2 separate regions of the Mus musculus genome follow, and region 1 is linked to region 2. Evidence: chromatin contacts called from public promoter capture Hi-C data. All regions are on one chromosome and are shown on one strand. Each heading gives the region's core, a stretch centred on a gene start, on an enhancer-like site or on the middle of the called end of the contact. The rest is flanking DNA. Distances are from core to core; before and after follow the strand shown.

The links. Promoter capture Hi-C pulls out the DNA fragments that hold promoters and counts their contacts.
Region 1: a promoter capture Hi-C map of pre-B cells shows a contact between it and region 2, with 3 times the contacts expected there. The contact joins the promoter of Tubgcp3 here to the promoter of Lig4 in region 2. A contact is called at or near these places in 6 of 39 promoter capture datasets (the C10 cell line, erythroid cells, hematopoietic stem and progenitor cells and 3 more), 1 of 484 Hi-C or Micro-C datasets (CD4 T cells) and 2 of 9 other capture datasets (adipose tissue and liver).

The regions. Positions count from the first base shown.
Region 1 is chr8:12,670,393-12,675,547 of GRCm38.p6, forward strand. Tubgcp3 (tubulin, gamma complex associated protein 3) reads right to left here and starts at 1,708. Exons shown (of 22, transcript NM_198031.1): 1 at 1,563-1,708. The coding sequence starts at 1,638. 4931415C17Rik (RIKEN cDNA 4931415C17 gene) reads left to right here and starts at 2,035. Exons shown (of 2, transcript NR_166502.1): 1 at 2,035-2,633.
Region 2 is chr8:9,974,649-9,979,953 of GRCm38.p6, forward strand. Lig4 (ligase IV, DNA, ATP-dependent) reads right to left here and starts at 1,663. Exons shown (of 2, transcript NM_176953.4): 1 at 1,383-1,663. Abhd13 (abhydrolase domain containing 13) reads left to right here and starts at 3,069. Exons shown (of 2, transcript NM_001081119.1): 1 at 3,069-3,371.

The sequences.
Region 1 (5,155 bases), core at 458-2,957, 2.7 Mb after region 2:
AAGGCAGCACTGCTTTCAGGAATCCATCCTTGCCTTCCACCTTGTGGAGAAAGCAGATAAAGAACACTGTACCCAGATAAATAAAGAACACTCAAAGTTATAAGGGTAAGCAACCCAGCAAGAACATATGTTACAAAGAAAACAAAATAAAATACAACCTTAGGAAGAGATCTGAATGGCCAAACAAGAAGTCATGCTCAACAGAATCAGGAAAAAGAGATGACAACAATTAGCTATGGCTACACACCTGTCAGAGCACAACAAAATATCAACAAAGTGTGTGAGGGCAGAGAACCCAGCTGACTCTGCATCCCTCAACTCCATCCACAGAGAAGACAGCATCATCTTTAATGAGCTTTACCCTGGATCTCTCTGAAAGTCCAGCGATTCACAAGACATAATCACAAATGGGGGTGGGAAAATGGGAGGATACAGGATTCTGCTTTAAAGTAGCATTTCAATCACCTGAAGGCTGTGAAACTTCTATCAAAAGGGATCTTAATGTAAAATTCAAATTTAGAAGTTCATAATGAATAACTTCAAAATCTAGCTATAACTACGAGGTTCTTTCTGGAAGGTAAAAATTTTGGACCCAATGCAATAAAAGAAAAATGATGGTATGGCGTGTTAAGCCTTAGTTATCTAATTTTGCCTATGACTGGATCACTCCCTTCAGAAAAGTAAACTATCCTCTGCACTCACACTCTCCCCAGATACTGGAACTCTAAGCTCCTCCTATCCGCCTTCTCCCTAGCCCTTTATCACCCACAAACACTGTGTATTCACCAACGTGCTAGTCACATTCCCTCCATTAGACAGGAGCATCTCTCATGGCATAATAGGGTCGAGGAAGCCTCAAAGATTTCTTACATGAACAAACTGCACAGTGAAACACTACAAGGAATAAAGCAAGAAGGGAGTTAAGTCAACGGTTTAGTAGTGACACAGTAATTCATCCTCTACGCTGACAAGTTGTTACATAGGTTGTTACAAATTATGAAAGATCAAAAGGCTCTCTCAGTTTTTAAAACTCGGTTCTTGTTTAAAGTCTTCCCTTGAAAACCTGCGCGATTTGTCTCAACATTCTAAGGCAACCCAGTCATGTCAATTACTAAAACCTTCCCTCAAGACGCGTCCCCACTCATCTCCAAAATGAGCTTCATGAAACCAGATCCTTGACATTTTCCCCACCCCCAACTACGGCGGCGACAGTACGGGTAAAGTGGGCAGGACTGCCTTGGGGGTCTGGCTTCTTAGAAGCATTATTCGCTAGCTGAACCGTCCAGGAATAAGCGAGCATCATCTAACCAGGACTCATCATCACCAGAGGCAAAGGTGACAGCAGAGTGAGAAGCACGCAGAAGCAGAGCTGCAGGCTGCCGTGCTGTCTGGACGAACCCAAAAACAAACTCGGCCGCTACAGCAGCTCCGGCCTGGGCCCCCAGGGCAGGGACAGTCCGCGAGCCGCACCCCTTTCCTTCCCGGGGGCCGGGGAGAACAGCACCCGGCCGGCGGGGGTCATGGCGCTCAGTCTCCACAGCCCTGAACCCCGGGACGCGTACCTTCGCTCCGGCCCAGGATCCGGCAGCACAGGTTCTGCAGCAGAACGTTGGGCGACTTCTGATCCGGAGTCGCCATTACCGCGCCCGGACTGCGCACTGCAGCCTCCCCGCGCCCCAGGATCCCGCGCCCTAACTACGGCGCCGCCATATTCGCGGAAGCGGCAAAAGCGCGCGCCTCCCATAATGCACCGCTTCCCGCGCGAGACGCGCGTGCGCTCTCCCGGCTTCTGCACTTGGCAGCTTCTCCGCGCTGGAAAAGTCGTTGCTGGGCGACGCTCGCAGCAACGCGTTCCTAGGATGCCCGTACGCGTCCGCAGCTTGCGGTCTGGGCGCTGCTTGTGAACAGCACTGGATGCGGAGTCCGAGTGCGCTTGAGCCACACAGGGACAGGGGCGCCGGACTACTACGCAGGGCTCTCGTAAGTGAGTTCTCAGAGGTCTGGAACCTCTGCCCCTTGACGTCACCAGGAGGTAGTCCTGGAAACGGGGATACTGAGATGGAGAGGCTTGAGCGCTGCCGCAAAGGAAAAATCAGACGCAGACACGAGAAATTCTGTGCTGTCTGGGACGCAGGAGGAGGAGAGTCCTCGTCACTGGGAGCCCAGCTCCGCCGCTCCTGCCCGGATGCTCGGTGGTCCGCAGAAAGCTCCCTTCTTAGTCGCTGACTCAGGACTATGATAGCAGTGGCACTCAGAGGTGGCTTAATGGAGAGCATACCTTTATTCGTCTTTTGCTCGCAGATCTCTTAGCCACCCTTCCCTGCCCGCTCTGTGATGTACAGAATGCGGACACACTCACTCCCTGTACAAATGGTACCTGCTGGAGCTCAGCCAGTTGAAGCCAACGATAGAAACTGCAAGAGGAGACTCTCGGCTTCAGCCTGGAATTTGACTACGACTCTAACAAGCCGAGACTCTCAACACTCAGCTCTCAGCCCATTCTTAGCTCCAGCCTATTTTGTACCACCCACACAGATGATGCTCCATCAGAAGGTCTAGAATAAGGCCATAGTGAATAACTATCAGTCATTCCTGGTGTTTCTTCCACCCCGGGGCCAGTAGCTAACCTTCAGGTGATCCACTTTTCTGTTTCCATCATCCATGTAGTCAGAGCTCAGTCCTCAGTCCCTGTAGCCTCTGTTTTGTTGAGTGGTCCTAGCACTGCCCTTTGGTAATAGGAGTGATCCCAGCAAGAAGTCTTAAGGTGGCTTTCTGGACTGAGCACTCACACATTTAATTGCAGATGTATTGACAGTTATTTGAGGGTGGCCAATGAGCCAGGAAAAGCCAGAGCGGTTTGCTTTTCTGTGTGGCTACTTGAAGTGAAATGTCAGCAGATAGATGAAAACACTTAGAAAGTAGCTGCTCCAGCACAGTCTTGACAACAGGAGCTGATGTCACCAAGTCAGGTGACTCGAGTTCCCCAGAACCCACAGAGCAGGAGAAAAGCAACTACCTCAGTTGGTCCACTCACCTCCACCATACAAAATGAAGTCAGTCAAGTTAGGACATTGTAAATCAACTAAGCCAGTGACCAAAAAATGCTAAAAAAAAAAAAAAAAAAAAAAAAAAAAAAAAAACAGGCTTGATGACACAATGCCTTTAATCCTAGCACTTGGAAGAGGCAAGTGGTCTCCAAGGAAAGTCTGATCTATATATTGAGTTCATAGACAGCCAGAGCTATAAAACAGAGAAACCCTGCCTCAAAAATAATCACACTCACACATACGTATGTGCATACATACATACATACATACATACATAAATGGGTTAGGAAGATGGGTTAGTGGTTAAGAGCACTAGCTGCTCTTCCAGAGGACCTGGGTTCAGGTCCCTGTACCCACATGGTGGCTCACCACCATCTTACCATCTTGTAACTCTAGGTTTTTTTGTTGTTGTTTTGTTTTTTGGGTTTTTTGAGACAGGGTTTCTCTGTATAGCCCTGGCTGTCCTGGAACTCACTCTGTAGACCAGGCTGGCCTCGAACTCAGAAATCTGCCTGCCTCTGCCTCCCGAGTGCTGGGATTAAAGGCATGTGCCACCACACCTGGCTGTAACTCTAGTTTTATCTGTTGCCTTCTAACTACCTCAGGCCCCAGGCACACACACGGTGCACTTACATACATGCAGGCAAAACACACATAAAATAAGTGATTAGATCTTTATATATGTGTTGTGAATATATAGAAAGCACTAGCAGCCCTCTTGGCTGGCTGTTTCAGCCCATCTCAAAACCCAGTCAGTTGAGTGGGTCAGTGTTTCCCAGCAGTCAGATTTGGCCCACAGTAAGCAGACTGAATAAGGGACATGTGGTTCAAAGCTATTCCAGAGAAGAAAGACTTGTTGGGAGACTACAAATGTTTCCGTCCACAGTCAGGAGGACTTTCCCAGAATACTCTGTGCTATCGGCACCCTCTTGTTGGTTGGCATGGCTGGGTTCAGCCTCACTGTGGGAGCATCTCTGGATGTTGTGAACCCTTAAATTAGTCAGCTTTCCACTGCTCTGATAAAATACATGAAAGAAATAATTTTAAAAGAGGAGAGATTTGTTTTGACTCATGGTTTCAGCCCAAGGTTGCTCAGCCCAGTTGTTCTGAGTCTGGAACGCAGTACGTGATAGGAGAGAGCTGTTCCCTTCCTGATGCTCAGAAAGCAAAGTAGGAGAGAAGGAGGGGGGCACACCAACAGTGACTGACTTCTTCTACCAGGCTCCACACCCTAACCCCACTAAGCTATTGAACCCCATTGGTGAGTATCTTATTTTCTTCATTGCTATGATGAAATGCCCTGACTGTACCAATGTATGGGGGAAAGAGTTATGTATTTATGTATTTATTTATTTAGACTCAGTTCGATGGTACAGTCCATTGTGATCAGAGGTCCTTGTGGCAGGAACTTGAAGCACCTGGTCACATCAACAGGAAGCAAAAATGTGAATGTCTATGCTCAGTTAGCTTTCTCCTTGATTGCACTGTAGGACTCAAGCCGAGAGAATGGTACCATCCGCTTTGGGGGTGACTCTTCCCACTTTAGCTATCCCAATAAAATACATGATGTATCACAGGCATGCCCAGAGGCTTGTCTCCCAGGTGACTGTCAATCCTGTCAAGATGACAATCAATGTTAATTAACTTCACATCCATTTACTGAATCCTAGCCTTTACACCTGATTCTAAACATTGCTGCATTGGACACCAGGCCTTCAACAAGCGACCTCTGGCAGGACATTTAAGATCTGAACCATGACAGAGGTCTTTGAATAACTAACTTAGAGTCAAGCTTCATTCATCCCACTGAAAACCTGAATAAAAAGAGCACAAAAGGGGGCTGGAGATATGGCTCAGTGGTTAAGAGCACTGACTGCTCTTCCAGAGGTCCTGAGTTCAAATCCCAGCAACCACATGGTGGCTCACAACCATCTGTAATGAGATCTTATGCCCTCTTCTGCTGTGTCTGAAGATAGCTACAGTGTACTTACATATAATAATAAATAAATAAATCTTTTTTTAAAAAAAAAAGAGCAAAAAAGGCTGACCTAAGCAAGATGGCTTTTACAGAGACCATCTACTCAGCAGACTCAGCCCTGTTAGTCCCA
Region 2 (5,305 bases), core at 413-2,912:
TTTCTGCCTGCTATTTCCCAAATATTCAGTGACTACACATGAGCCAGGCAGTATGATAGGGTTGCTTCTGCTTTATGACGACAGCATATACACTGTAAAGAACAAAAGGCACAAAGAGATCAAACTATGCTAACACAGTGCTTTACCAAATATCAAAATCCCAACCCTAGTAATCACTGCCTTTTCGCCAAAGGTTTTGGAAATCAAGGAAATGAATGAACAGGATTTAGAATGTTCCCTAACATATATTAACACAAGTGTGAAGTTTTGCAAAGTTTTAAATATCCCTACATGTTCTACAGGAATGCATGTCAGTTACTTTAATGCAACTTAAACTATATAATAGTCAAACAAGTATTCTAAAAATAATTTCAAGTAAAATGCATGTTCCAGGAAAAACAACTAATGCTTTATTATGTGACTTCAGACAACAGTATCTGGCCAGGCAGTGGAGATTATGAAATTCCTCATACTCTACTTCCCTACTCCACAAAGAAAAGTCTCACATCAAGTGGCAATTTGTGCTCCCAGTGATGAATATCATATAGCTCAAATTTGTTTGTGGAACTAATTATTAAATGCTTTATGGAAAAAGGAGGAGGGGATCAGGGCTGGGCTGGTTAAATAGACATCAAACATAGTTCAGCCTGCTCTGGAAACTATTCACAGCATTAGTAGCTTATAGAGGACAAAACAAACATCACTTCTAAGTCGTATTTTTCACAGAGGAAACACAACTAAATCAGCAGGTCAGATCAAGATAAGCCACCTGGGACTGTATCTTCTGACATCTGTAACTACAATTTTGGTTAACTGCTTCCCTTGTTGAAGCTGGTTTGCATAACTGACTGCACCAGCCACCTGGGTCCTTCAAGTGGGTACATGGTGGTGCATAATACTACAGTTATAATTTCTGTACAACGCATGTAAGATGACGTGTATTAAATACTTTCTGAATGTCCCAATACAAGTGCACTTCTATAGGTATATCTGGAGAATACATATAGTCTCGAACTTTTTCTCAACGAGCTGGAGCAAACGATTCAAGTTGCGTTTATAATAATAGTGTATTGTAGGCAATGGTGTGAATACACGAGCATCTTAAAACAACTATCAACACAGAAAACCAAGAATTCAAATTGCTATCAAACACACACATTTTGTTCAACACCAACTACAGGAGTTAACTATTTGAATTTCTGCTGTTTTATCACTCGGAGGTTTGATATTATGCTTTCCATCCCCAATAAAACAATTAAGTTCGTTGGCAGGCTTCAGGTGCTGAAGTTCAAATGCACTCAAACATTTTAACTCGTGGTAAAGTCGATGACCACAGGCTTTGGAAGGTGCCTCCATACCTGTTGCATTAGTGCTTTGCTTACCTAAGCAGCCCGTGAACCCCAACCCTGCCGAATGAAGGAGCTGGGGGAGCGCGCAGGTCCCAGGTAGCTAGGTGGCAGGGGGCAGGGCAGCGTGCGGATACAACTAAGCATCAGGACACGATTTCTTCACCCGGTGGCTGCCACCTGAAATCAGTCCCCAGCGAGCCGGCTGCACCGTGGAAGGCGGGTGGTGACGCTGGGACAAAGCACGGGAAGGACGCAGCCTCCCTAGGACCAAGAACCTCCCTGCCTCCTCCAACCCGCCACACCACTTGCTTAGCAGAGGTTGCCCCGCCCCACTCCGACCGGAAGCTGCCGCCACAAGAAGCCGGCCGGGCGTTTCCGCCAGCTGCTTGCCGCGCAGGCGCAGTGGGAACAGGCGAGCCTGCCGGCTTTTAAAGGCACAGGCGAGGCAGGGGCGGGCCGGCGCGGCGGCTCAGAGCGCCTGCGCAGCGCGCCTCCACTGTCTCTGCCTGTAGCAAAGGATGTTCGGTCCCTCGCCGCTGGATGTCATCGTTGAGCCGAATTTGAGGAACTTGGAGCCTGGGTTGCTGCCCTGACAGGACTGGCTTCTGAAGACTTCCAGGACAGAAGAGAATCCTCCCACCTAAAAAGTCTAGGGCTCCAGAAAAAGACTTTTGCAAAATTAATTCAGGTTCTGTGTTCTTGGTAGCCTTTTCACTGTGCAGAAATAATACATAATAATAAAAATAATTATGTATTACATAGTAATAAATAATTCATGGCGCAGAAACATACTTACATGGACTAAAGGCTTTTCAATGGTGCTCGGTGATTTGGAATAAAGCTAGCTGATAGTGTTATTGAACACCTTACTGTCACTCAATAACTATACTAGATACTCAAAATAGAAGTATAAACGTACGCTCCACGTCTCAGAAACTCTTACTTTCCACTGGCATTGGTGGCTATGACCTGCCCTACTCCACCAATAAGAGTTCAGAAATTATAGGCAAAGTGTGGGGAACACTTTCTTTGAAGGTGAAACTTTGCAGTCCTGGTGAGACACTAGAGTGTCAATTGCTTTCAGGGGTTGTCTAATGTGTTTACGCTGCATTTCACAAGGCCGACAGTCCAGGGCTAGTTTAAAGTGGGGCCAGATCCTACGGCTCCGTGTGGCCAGTTATTTTCTCTGTAGTTTCCCTTAGTCTCACGATAGTTTCCCTGTGGTGTTGCAAAGCCACACGTTACTGTACAGGAGCATCAGCGGTGCTCGTACAGCTTGTACAACTCTTACACATCCGTGTCTTATTCAACTGCTCCTGCGCTCCGACGTCAGGCACAGGTCGGGCTCTGCTTTACTGATACGAAAGAACCACAAATTATGAGCCGAGAAAAGCTATTAGTTAATTCAAAGCTCTTGCTCTAATGTGCTTTTTAGCTGCATGGTTAATGGAGAACCAAATTTGTTTTATCCTCAGAGTGGGGGGAAAAAAAAGTAAAAAGGAAGGGCATAACTACCTGAAAGTTAGGCATGGTGGAAGAGAAAGTTTAGTGCAGATAAGTGAAAGAGCATAGCCAAGAGCAGGCACATTTGGGAGAGGAGGGGAGAAGAGGAGAGAAGAGAAACTCCTTGTTCTCCGAAATGTGTTCAGGCAGCAGTTGACTGGAAACGCCGAGATGTATCTTGCCCCTACGGGCTACCGTAGCATGAAGGCGGAGCCCAGTGTCCTGCGCATGCGCATAGGGGTGCACAGGTTGGCTTCGCGCTCCCGGGAGGAAGCTGGAGAACAGGTTATGTGGGGGCCGGCGGGGTTATTTGCCAGGGACACCGCGCGCGAGCCGGAAGTGGAGGCTGCGCCAGCTGGGCCCGCCGCGCCGCAGGAGCTCCGGGCTAGACAGTGGCGACGGCGGCCCCTCGGCGGGAGGAAGACGATGAGGAGCGGCGGGGGCGGCGCGGGGCCTCGCTGCAGCGCGGAGCCGGGTTCCGAGCCCGCGGCCGACTGCGCAGCCCGCCCGCGAGCCTGAGTAAGTGCGGCGGGGACGCGGGCGGCCTCCCCGACCTCCTCACCCCGCAGCTCGGATTCGGGAGCCCGTATCTACTCCCAGAACAGTCGGCCAGCAAACCCCGGGCTTGGGTCGGAGGGACTGGGCGCGTTTGTCTGTAACAGGTGCAGACCTGCTAACCTCGCAGCTGCGGGCGACGGGGCCATAAAATCCAGAGAGTTGTCGCACACTTGAAGTCACTGGGCCTCTTTTTTTTTTTAGCCATTGGTGTGAAGCGAGAATGCATCAGGGAGTGTGCTTGGCTGAGCTGGCAACCTAAAGTAAACCTTTAGTTGTGCACTTGTCTACCAGGCAGCAGGAACCAAGTGACACACTGGCTTTAAGTTTGAACGTTGGGTTTTGTTTTGTTTTTTGTCGATCTGCTCTGTCTTTTGGCATGAATTAGTCCTTATGTGTGTGTGTGCTTAGACATGTTCTTCTCTAAAGCACTGTTTTATCTCACTGAGAATTAATGATTGGCAGTGCAGAGTTATGTCACAGCTGTGCTACCAAAGACTTGACTCAGTTGAGCTGGGATTGAGTTGGACTTGCTCTGTACCTTCGGCCTTGCTACGCGTTGAAAGCGTCCGATGGAGTAACATAAGGTCACTGCCATCACGGAACTCCCAGCCTATATAAGCAGGCTCATCACCCCCTTAGTAAATAGTGCCACATGAGTCGGCCCAGGCTACAGGATGGAACTGGTGACACTGGGAACGAGGTCCGAGGAAAGCTTGCTGGAGGACCTGTAGTCTGAGCTGGGTCTCCACAGAAAAATAAAGCTTCACTCTAATAACTTGAGTCACTGCCGTGATTTAACTGGGATTCGCAGTGCTTACTGAGACTTGCTTTGCTGCGATAGATAAGAAAATGCTTGAATTTTGACTCAGAGGTGGCAGCATTTTATCACCACATCCTGGAAATAGGTATTAGAAAGACCGGGCAAGCAGAAGGCTAGCTGACTTGTACATGTACAGCCACAGGTAGCACTTGGCCTGCTGCCTTTCGCCGGAACGTTGGATGCTCTCCCAGACAGTTCAGAAACTCAGGCACTGGGCTGTCAAGTCTTTGTTTCTCTAGTTCGTTCATCCTCCCAAGATTCCAGTTTCTTATAATTGTTGATCTGCCTCAGGAAAACCCGAGGCCCCTAAAACACCCCACTTTAGATCTAGGGCAAGCCCCAGTTCTTGTAATTAGAATGTTTGGTGAGTGGCAGGCTTCCTAATACCTTATTATATATAGTATGTGCCACTTAGTCTTACAAGTCTTAGATCGTAAAGTAATGTGTATTCCTAACATCAGCTTGCTAGAGGTGCAGTGTTTTCCACAGCAAGAGCAACCTACATTCAGAGTGAGCCTAGGAGCTCAAGGCCTCCTATGAAGTCTGCTTAATAAAAGACAATAAATGCCAACTTATGGTAACTTCTAAAACATGGCCTGTTTGCAGTAGCCTATCACTCTACAGTCTTACATGAGTGTTTACGTTTTCCGGCTTGAGTTTCTTTTTGATGTTTACCATTTTCTTACTTACAGATCTTTATGATCACAGAACAAATTGTCATTGACTTCCCTGGTGGCAGTCATTTGTCATCCAAATTTTTGCCTAAGATGACTGCATTTGCACAGCCTTTGGGGTTTCAAGAGGGAAAGCACAGAGATGTTACTAACTTCTACCTGGTGTAGTTTAAAAATGTCCCCTTCACAGGTTCCCATGCACTCTGGACCCTCCAGCCATCTTCTCAGACAGATCCTGTCCATCTGTCCCCTAGGCCTATTAAGACACACTTACTCATTATTGATGGCATGTGGGTACCATCAGGGAGCTGGATAGCTTCTTCCATGGTGTCTCCAGCACACCAAGAGCAGCTAATTTGTGTTTGCATTTCAGCTGTGTGTCTGGCAAAGTGTCAGAACTT